Regions from separate parts of the Sus scrofa genome. Here all the other regions are linked to region 2. The links are chromatin contacts, called in public HiChIP or PLAC-seq maps. All regions are on one chromosome and are shown on one strand. The core of a region is the stretch at or near the end of the contact, and the rest is flanking DNA. Distances in the headings are between cores, read along the strand shown.

Region 1 (2,700 bases), core at 20-2,519, 160 kb after region 2:
TAAACACCTTCTTCTAAAGTAAATCATTGTGGAAGAACAGGCATGATTCACTAGTGGAGTGTAATTTAAAATGTAATAGAATCAAGCATATTCAAGTATTTGTCATTGGATGAAGGTGACATTTCAAAACTGCTGAGGTGAACTTGGAGTTGTAATTGAATACAAAATCTGAGCAGCAAAGTAGACATGTTAAGTTTGAGGTGTCTGTTAGATTGGGGAGATGTCTGGGCTAGAGATGCACACTGGGCTAGAGATCACCACCCGCCAGAGTCGAGGTAGAAGGGTCCCTGGGCTGAGTCCCAGGTGCTCCTAAACTCACAAGTCGAGCAGATGAAGCCACAGAGAGACTAAGCAGAAGGACCCCAGGGGTAGGAGGAAATTCAGATCAGTGTAGGAAGTCCCATGGAAACGTTTTTCAAGAAGGAAGTAATCCCTTACCCACTGACAGGTCACGGAAGACGAGAGCTGAGAAGTGACCATTCCGTTCAGCGATGTAGAAGCCATTGTTGACCTTGACAAGAGCAGTTCCAGGGAATTACGGAGGCCAAAGTCTGATTTAAGGAGATTTACGAGATAAATGGGAGAGGAAGAATTGGAGATAGCAGCTGCAGACAACTTCCAAGGGGTTTCGCTCTGAAGATAAGCAGAACAACAAAGTGGAAGCTGGAGAGGGCTGTGGTCAAGAGAGAATTTCTGTCATGTTTTAAGATGAAAGAACTTAGGAAATGTACACACAGGGGATGGGAATGATGTAGCGAAGAGAAAACAGATGATGCATGAGAGCCGGCGGGGGGGCAGGGGACTTGCTGGGACCATGTCTTGGTCTAGGAAGAGGAACGGGGTCTAGCACATAAGTGGTGGGGCTGTGGGCCAATGGGAGGTTCAGCCATTGTCCAGAGGGAAAACCAGAGAGCGTGCTCCAGCTGCAGGGTGGATGGCTGGTCACTAAGTTCTCGTTTTCTTGCTTGCGTGGTTTTGTGCAATGAAAGCAGGGTTGTTAGCTACAAGTGAGGGTGGGGGAAGGGAAGAAACAGTCGTCTGGAATGAAGGGATGGGGAGACCCTGTTAGCATGGCCAGACCACACTGAAGACTCTCCTGAGGTTGTTATTATTGTTAGTCTTTTGGGGGCCACACTCGGGGCATATGGAGGTTCCCAGGGTAGGGGGTGAATCGGAGCTGTAGCTGCCCGCCTACACCACAGCCGCAGCAACACAGATCTGAGCCACGTCTGTGACCTACAGCACAGCTCCCGGCAACACCGGATTCTTAACTCACTGAGCGAGGCCAGGGATTGAACCCACAACCTCATGGTTACTAGTCAGGTTCGTTAACCACTGAGCCGCGAAGGGAACTCCCCATCGGGAACTTAGATTGAAAGCAGTTGGCTTAATTTTTTGTTTTTCTGCATAAAAAATTCGACAGCCTAGATGCAGGTCCAGAGCAGACGATGTTGATTTAGCCAGAGTTGGGTTTTCTTAGGCAACTTTGAGGAAGTGAGAGAAAGGCAAAGGACTGAGTCAAAACTGGCTTATGAGGGAAGTGAGGACAGGGGGCCGTGAGGGCCGGGGTGGTGGTGGTTTGGGGGGGAGCAAAGACTGGAAAGTCAGGATATTAGAAGGGTTATCTATGTGGATACCGAGGTTGTGCTCAGAACCCAAAGCCTTATCTCTTACTTTCTAATATCCTTTGCTGCTGTTGGACTCATAACAGTTTTTTGTGTTCTTACTCGGCAAGAGTTTCCTGTCTCTTCTTTCATAGTTTCTGTTTCCTAGTCCTTAGAGCTCTCTGAGATTTTCTTCGTGTTATCTTTCATTCCTTTTATTGCATTTAACATTTTAGCCATTATATTTCTCATTTTCAAGAGTTCTTTCTTGCTTCTGATTAACTTTTTATAGCCTCCCTTTCTAGTAGAAAAAAAGTTGAGTTTTTTGATCCTCTTTCTGACTTGTTATACCACATATGCATCAGAATATGGTTCTTTTTCTCCACTGAGTTTCTGTCTGTGCCTCAGGTATTATATTTTTACACATATTTTTCCCCCAAGTGATGAAGTATATTGTGTCCTATAGTTAACTTTTAATCATCTTTTCACTTTAGGTATCAAAAAGTAAAGATGGAAAAGAACAGAGTGAAACTGTATCACCATCCGAAGATGAAACATTCTCCTGGCCAGGTCCCAAAACAGTTATGTTGAAAAGAACATCTCAAGGCTTCGGTTTCACATTGAGGCATTTTATTGTTTATCCCCCGAGTCTGCAATTCAATTTTCATATAAGGTAAGAGAAGTAATTAAAGAAGAATGCAAGGCAATTCCTGTCTCCTTCTTGTCTTCTTCTCATCCTGCCTTCCTTCTGTCTTAAAAGAATTAGTTTATATTTACACTGTTATTATATTTTTCCAAATTTTTAGATATTTTTCTACTCTCTGAACCAGACACTTTAATCTCCTCTGAAAGATCATACTGATTATGAATTCCAAATCTTTTTTAAAAGAATGTCTAATTCTAAACTTGATTCTATTTTTTCTAGTACATAGCTATTTTTCTAGCGTCTAGAAGGGTGGTGAGTTTTCTGAGCAGACTATGCAGAGGAAATAGTTTGCTAAATATTTGGACAATTATAAAAAGTTACTGGAATTAGACGGATACTTTCAGTATCATTTAATATGATGGCAAGTCAGAGTTTAAAAACACAGCTTGT
Region 2 (2,700 bases), core at 115-2,614:
GATTTTTTTTTCATGGACTTAATTTTTTTAGAGCAGTTTTAGGTTCACAGCAACATCCAGGTGCAAGTCCAGAGAGTTCTGGTATAGCCGATGTCCCCACACACCCTCCTCCTCCCCCCACTATCAACATCCCCCACCAGAGTGGTACGTCTGCTACAGCTGGTGAAGCTCCTCTGATTTGGCACCATCCCACAAAGGCTGTAGCTCCCACTGGGTTCACTCTTGGTCTTGTTCATTCTATGGGTCTGGACAAAGGTATAATAATATGTATCCATTATTATGGTATCATAGAGTATTTTCATGACCCTAAAAATCACCTTTAAAATGTGCTCTGCCTCTTCCTCTCCCTCCCCTGAACTCCTGGCAACTATTAATCTTTACTCTCTCCATGGTTTTGCCATTTTCAGAAAGTTGGAATCATACAATATGTACCCTTGTCAGATTGGCTTCTTTCACTTAGTAATGTGCGTTTAAGCTTCTTTTCATGGCTTGACGGCTCATTTCTTTTTAGTGCTGAATAATATTTCATTGCACAGTTTATTTACCCACTTACGCACCGAGGGACCTCTTGGTTGCCTCCAGGATTTTGGCACTTGTGAACAAAACTGCTATAAATATTTGGGTGTGAGTTTTTGTGTGGACATAAGTGTTTGGCTTCGTGGATAAATACCAAGGGGTGCGAGTGCTGGATCGTACCTCTTAGGAATTTGGTAGGGTTCATGTAAGTCATGTGACTGGCCTAGCGCCTTGCACTTCATAAATACCCAGCACGTGGTTCTCAAAGTCTAATACGGATGGACCCCAGGGCAAGGGAACAAACAGATTCACATACCATATGCCTAAAGAGTTAAGGTTTTGAAACGTTACAGTTTTGTCCATGACCAGGCTCCTGTTTCTAGCCAGATTAGGGGAGCTGGAGGCTACAGGAGCCCTGCTCATCCCTGCACTCTGCAAGCCTGAGCAGAGCCATGTGCCTGCTGGGCAGGGCAGGACACCAACTGGGCCAGGACCAGCTCCCAGGTGGTGACTGAGCCTGCCTGAACCCTGCGTGGGACTGGCCGGGTTAAACTCCCCAGGGAGTTGGACAGCTAGAGTCTTCATGCCTCTCTTTTCTAACTCAGATGCCTCTGAGACCATCCCTCCTGAGCAGAGAGGCAGGAGGGAACACAGTTATCTGCGGGGTCCAGCCTCTAAGGCACTTGCTTTGGGTAATTTAGAGCAATCGGCTTGGAAATACACCAGCCCTTTTTGTCTGGGTTCCCAAGAAAGGCCACTAGTATCTTCCCCACACAAATGTGGCCCTGTGAGGGGCTGGGGGCAAAGCCCAGTTCGGCACACATATCCCTCTTGCATAATTTCTCTTAGCTCAAACTCTCTCAAAATCTTCCTCCAAAACTTCCTTTTTTTTTTTAAAGATTTTTAGGGTCACACCCGAGGCACATGGAAGTTCCCAGGCTAGGGGCAGAACTGAAAATGCAGCTGCCGGCCTACACCACAGCTCATGACAACGCCAGATCCCCAACTCACTGAGCGAGGCCAGGGATCAAACCTGCATCCTCACGGATACTAGTCGGATTTGTTTCTGCTGAGCCACAAGGATAACTCCCCAAAACTTCCTTTTAAGACCAAAACGAAAAAATCAGCTAAGTATTTGTGATGTGCAAGACCTCTCTTGCCTGGCTCTAAAGATAGCCTTGCCCACTGCCATGGCAAAATGAGACTTCATTTTGGAGGCATGGGCAATGTCAGAAATATTTTAAGGTGAGAAGTCACAGGAGGAAGCAGAACCTTTTGGACCCAGAGTACAGTTGAGTGGGAACAAAAGCAGACCCAGTCTGATGCCAAAAACCAGTGTGTGTTCTAGACGTTTCCCCAGCCCAGGATCTGCCACCAGTTCTCTCCCTTGGCCCTTCCTGTTCACCATCCCAACCCCTGGCAATCTTAAAATGGATTTGTGAGAGCTGGTTTAAGATTTCTCCACTCTTTCCATTTGGTTACTTTTTTAAAAACTAATAATTATAAATTTTCAATGGGTTATTTAGGGGGAAAAAATTGTGTGGAGAAAATAGTCTTTTAAGAAATAGTCACCACTAGGATGTGGTCATCCACATTTGAAAACACCTGATTTTACTGAAGTCCTTTGGGATCATTGAGATGGGTCAAGGGCTCAGCTTGTTCTTCCTTCTGATGCATAATTTAAAAACATAGGTGTTCCTGCTGTGGTGCAGTGGGTTAAGAATCCAAGTGCAGTGACTCAAGTGACTCTAGAGGTGCAGGTTCGATCCCCAGCCCTGCATAGTGGATTAAAGGACCCAATGTTGCTGCAACTCAGATTGAATTCCTGGCCTAGAAACTTCTATATGCCATGGATGCAGCCATTAAAAAAAAAAAAGAAAATAATAATAATTTAAACCAAAACAACAAATCCATACCGAGGTTCAAAACAAGAGGATATTCTGTTTCAAGGTTTCAGAGTCCATATAAAGTGAAGTCATTGAACCTGTTTTTAAACAGTTTCCTCTTTCCTGGGGTCTTTCATAACTACATTGACGTAAGGGTCCATTTTCTTCTTAACTCCTCCCTTTTTCCCTTTTCTTGATGACCCTTCATTATTCCTACCAGCCTATAGCTTCTTCTCATCATTATGGTCCCTTCTGACCCAAGATGACTTTATTAGTCATAAAGAAAAGAGCCTTGTTG
Region 3 (2,700 bases), core at 164-2,663, 190 kb after region 2:
CTAAAGGATACTGTTGAACTTGACTGAGAAGTAACAAATTGTAAAGTTATGGAGAACAGTTCCAGTGCTGTGGGCAGAGGGGATCCGGAAACCAAGTATCAGGGGCTGTGACATAAATTAGAGCTGAGAATGGATGGGAGACACACACACACACACACACACACACACACACACACACACACACACCACACACACACACACACACACACACACACACACACACACACACACACACACACACACACACACACACACACACACACACACACACACACACACACACACACACACACACACACACACACACACACACCACACACACACACACACACACACACACCCTCCTGTCCCGGGGGTGGGTGCTCATCAGTGTCTGAGAAACCCTGAATTAAAAGAAATGAGGGCACCTGAGTGTAGACTATTCTTCAAGAAGTTTGAGAATGAGGGGATGGAGAATGAGAGAGAGGATAGCCGTGTGGCAGGAAGGGTGACATTTTACTCTGAAGTTTGAGAAGCTTTTGCGTGTTGTCAGATCTGGAGAGGAGAAGAGAGTTTGGCTGAAGTTTTACACTTGGGAAGAGACCGTTGGGGAGCAAAGTCCCAAAGAACGCTGGTGGCAGGTCGTCACCTGAGAAAGAGCAAAGGGAAGTAAGGGTAGGCGGAGGTTTTTTTAAAAATGAGAACACAGCAGTTGGGATGGCGTCAAGTAAGCAATAAGGTTATCCAATCATGTGAAGAAATCAAGATGGCAGAGCAAGGCTAAGAAGGTGATTAGAAGCTTGAGACAGCAGCCTTGAGGGGATGGAATTAAAATACTCTAGTGAGTCGTGTCAAGCCCTGAGCTGAACTGGGAATCTAATGCAGCGGGTTACGCAGTTTTACTCAGCTGAAATCTCAGGCCAAGAAGCAAGAGAGATGAAGGGTCTGGTTGGAATTCTCCATAGTGGGACATTGGCAGATGGAATGCATTGGAAGGTCAGAGGGGAAAGGAAGTTGAGGTTGTGGTGAATTTGGCTGCACTATTGCCAGAGTGATTTCTGAGGGAGGCTGATGGTCTCGAAGGCCAGAGAGGACTTAAGGGCCTGAGAAGGATGAGGGGCAGGTTTAATTGTGGGGTTGGCCAGTGGTAAGGTCAGAGGTGAAAAGATAACTCGTGGGTATAGCACTGCAACAAATGCTTCTGGGTTTGCAGAGAGCCCAGAAATCTAGCACAACTGGAAGAGCAGGGCTGCGAATCCACACGTGGTACATACTTTGTGAAATTCCTGAAACTTCAGAGAAAAAAAAAAAAAAAGATGCTTCGTAAACTTCAAATACTCCAGGAGACAGATCCCAGGACTCTTTTGTTCCTTGCAGGGTAATCAGCTCCTGGCACTTTGTACAAGCTCAGTAAATATTTGTTGAATGAATAACACCCTCCAAAGCCTTTCTTGCCTTGGTAGTTTATAATGCCGGAAAATTTTGGCTCACGTCTGACACCTAGTGGTTTGTATTCAAATTACTATTAAGTGGCAGCATTTTTCTTCTATTTGAGGAAAATCCTGCAGATCAGCAGCAATACAGTAATCGCATTGTTCCTGAAACAAGTCTCTGAGTTTGTTTTGGGCAGTCTTGCTGTTGGCATTTACTAGACTTTAGTTTGAATCAGTCAGCAGTAAATATTTATTGAATATCCACTATATGCCAGACACTGTGGGCCAGAGATCTTCATGTGATGTGTCTTCTCCTGCATATCTGACCTCAGTAGATTTGAATACATGGGCAGAGCATTCCACTGGGAGTGGGAAAACTTGTTCTGGAACTTAATTTTAGGTTCTATTGTGATTTTACCCCTGAGACCTTTCTAAATTTATTTCATAGCTTTTGGTGCTACCATTTCTGTGTCATGAATGCTTTTCATTATTGTTGGGTGGCTTTTAGGAAGATGAACGTAGAAGGAAGGCTTCGGTGTTTTGTCGGTTGAGTGATCCATGTTGTGCAGAATGCTACACAATATGGAGAACTGTGAATGGATTTTGTTGTCTTTCCTTCAAGAAGTAAAAGTTCTTATCTGTTAGCGATGCCGATTGAGGCATTTAAAGTATTTATTAATGAATTGACCTGATCCCTGGGATTTGCTTTAAAATACTTGAGGAAAAAAATGTGAGTGTAAATGAAACAAGATGACAGATTTTTAGTAATTGTTTAAATTATATTCATGGGGGAGTCCCGTCCTGGCTCAGCAGGAAACAAATCTGACTGGTATCCTTGAGGACGCAGGTTCAATCCCTGGGCTCCCTCAGTGGGTTAAGGATCCGGCGTTGCTGTGAGCTGTGGTGTAGGTCGTAGATGTGGCTCGGACCTGGCATTGCTATGGCTGTGGTGTAGGTTGGCGACCGCAGCTCTTGATTCGACCCCTAGACTAGGAACCTCCATATGCTGTGGGTGTGGTCCTAAAGAGGTCCCCCCCCCAAAAAAAAAGCTATATTCCTGGGGGTTATTCTGCTGTTTTACTCTACTTCTATGCTGGACATTTTCCACACTTTATAAAAAGTAAACCAAAAAAAATTAGATGGGTGTGGGTTGAAAGAAAGTTTGTCATCAAGTTAGAAGATGATCTGCTTTTTATTTTTTTGGCCGCGCTTGAGGCATGTGGAAGTTCTTAGGCCACGAATCGAGCCCATGCCACATCAGCAGCCTGAGACACTGCAGTGACAATGC

What was found. HiChIP or PLAC-seq counts read pairs in DNA pulled down with a chosen protein or histone mark.
Region 1: an H3K27ac HiChIP or PLAC-seq map of alveolar macrophages shows a contact between it and region 2. The contact joins two enhancer-like sites.
Region 3: an H3K27ac HiChIP or PLAC-seq map of alveolar macrophages shows a contact between it and region 2. The contact joins two enhancer-like sites.

What each region holds. Positions count from the first base shown.
Region 1 is chr10:50,589,997-50,592,696 of Sscrofa11.1, forward strand. ARHGAP21 (rho GTPase-activating protein 21) reads left to right here. Exons shown (of 26, transcript XM_021064916.1): 2 at 2,099-2,249; 3 at 2,252-2,277. Among named protein-coding and RNA genes, the nearest start is that of ARHGAP21, 50 kb to the left of the region's middle. Within about 2 kb of position 1,270, at least 31 of the 83 cell types and tissues checked have an H3K27ac peak or open chromatin away from gene starts, as enhancers often do. A contact at or near this core is called in alveolar macrophages, where this site is marked.
Region 2 is chr10:50,427,772-50,430,471 of Sscrofa11.1, forward strand. All of the region lies in intron 3 of PRTFDC1 (phosphoribosyltransferase domain-containing protein 1), which reads left to right. Among named protein-coding and RNA genes, the nearest start is that of PRTFDC1, 63 kb to the left of the region's middle. Within about 2 kb of position 1,365, at least 5 of the 83 cell types and tissues checked have an H3K27ac peak or open chromatin away from gene starts, as enhancers often do. A contact at or near this core is called in alveolar macrophages, where this site is marked.
Region 3 is chr10:50,616,113-50,618,812 of Sscrofa11.1, forward strand. All of the region lies in intron 4 of ARHGAP21 (rho GTPase-activating protein 21), which reads left to right. Among named protein-coding and RNA genes, the nearest start is that of ARHGAP21, 76 kb to the left of the region's middle. Within about 2 kb of position 1,414, at least 26 of the 83 cell types and tissues checked have an H3K27ac peak or open chromatin away from gene starts, as enhancers often do. A contact at or near this core is called in alveolar macrophages, where this site is marked.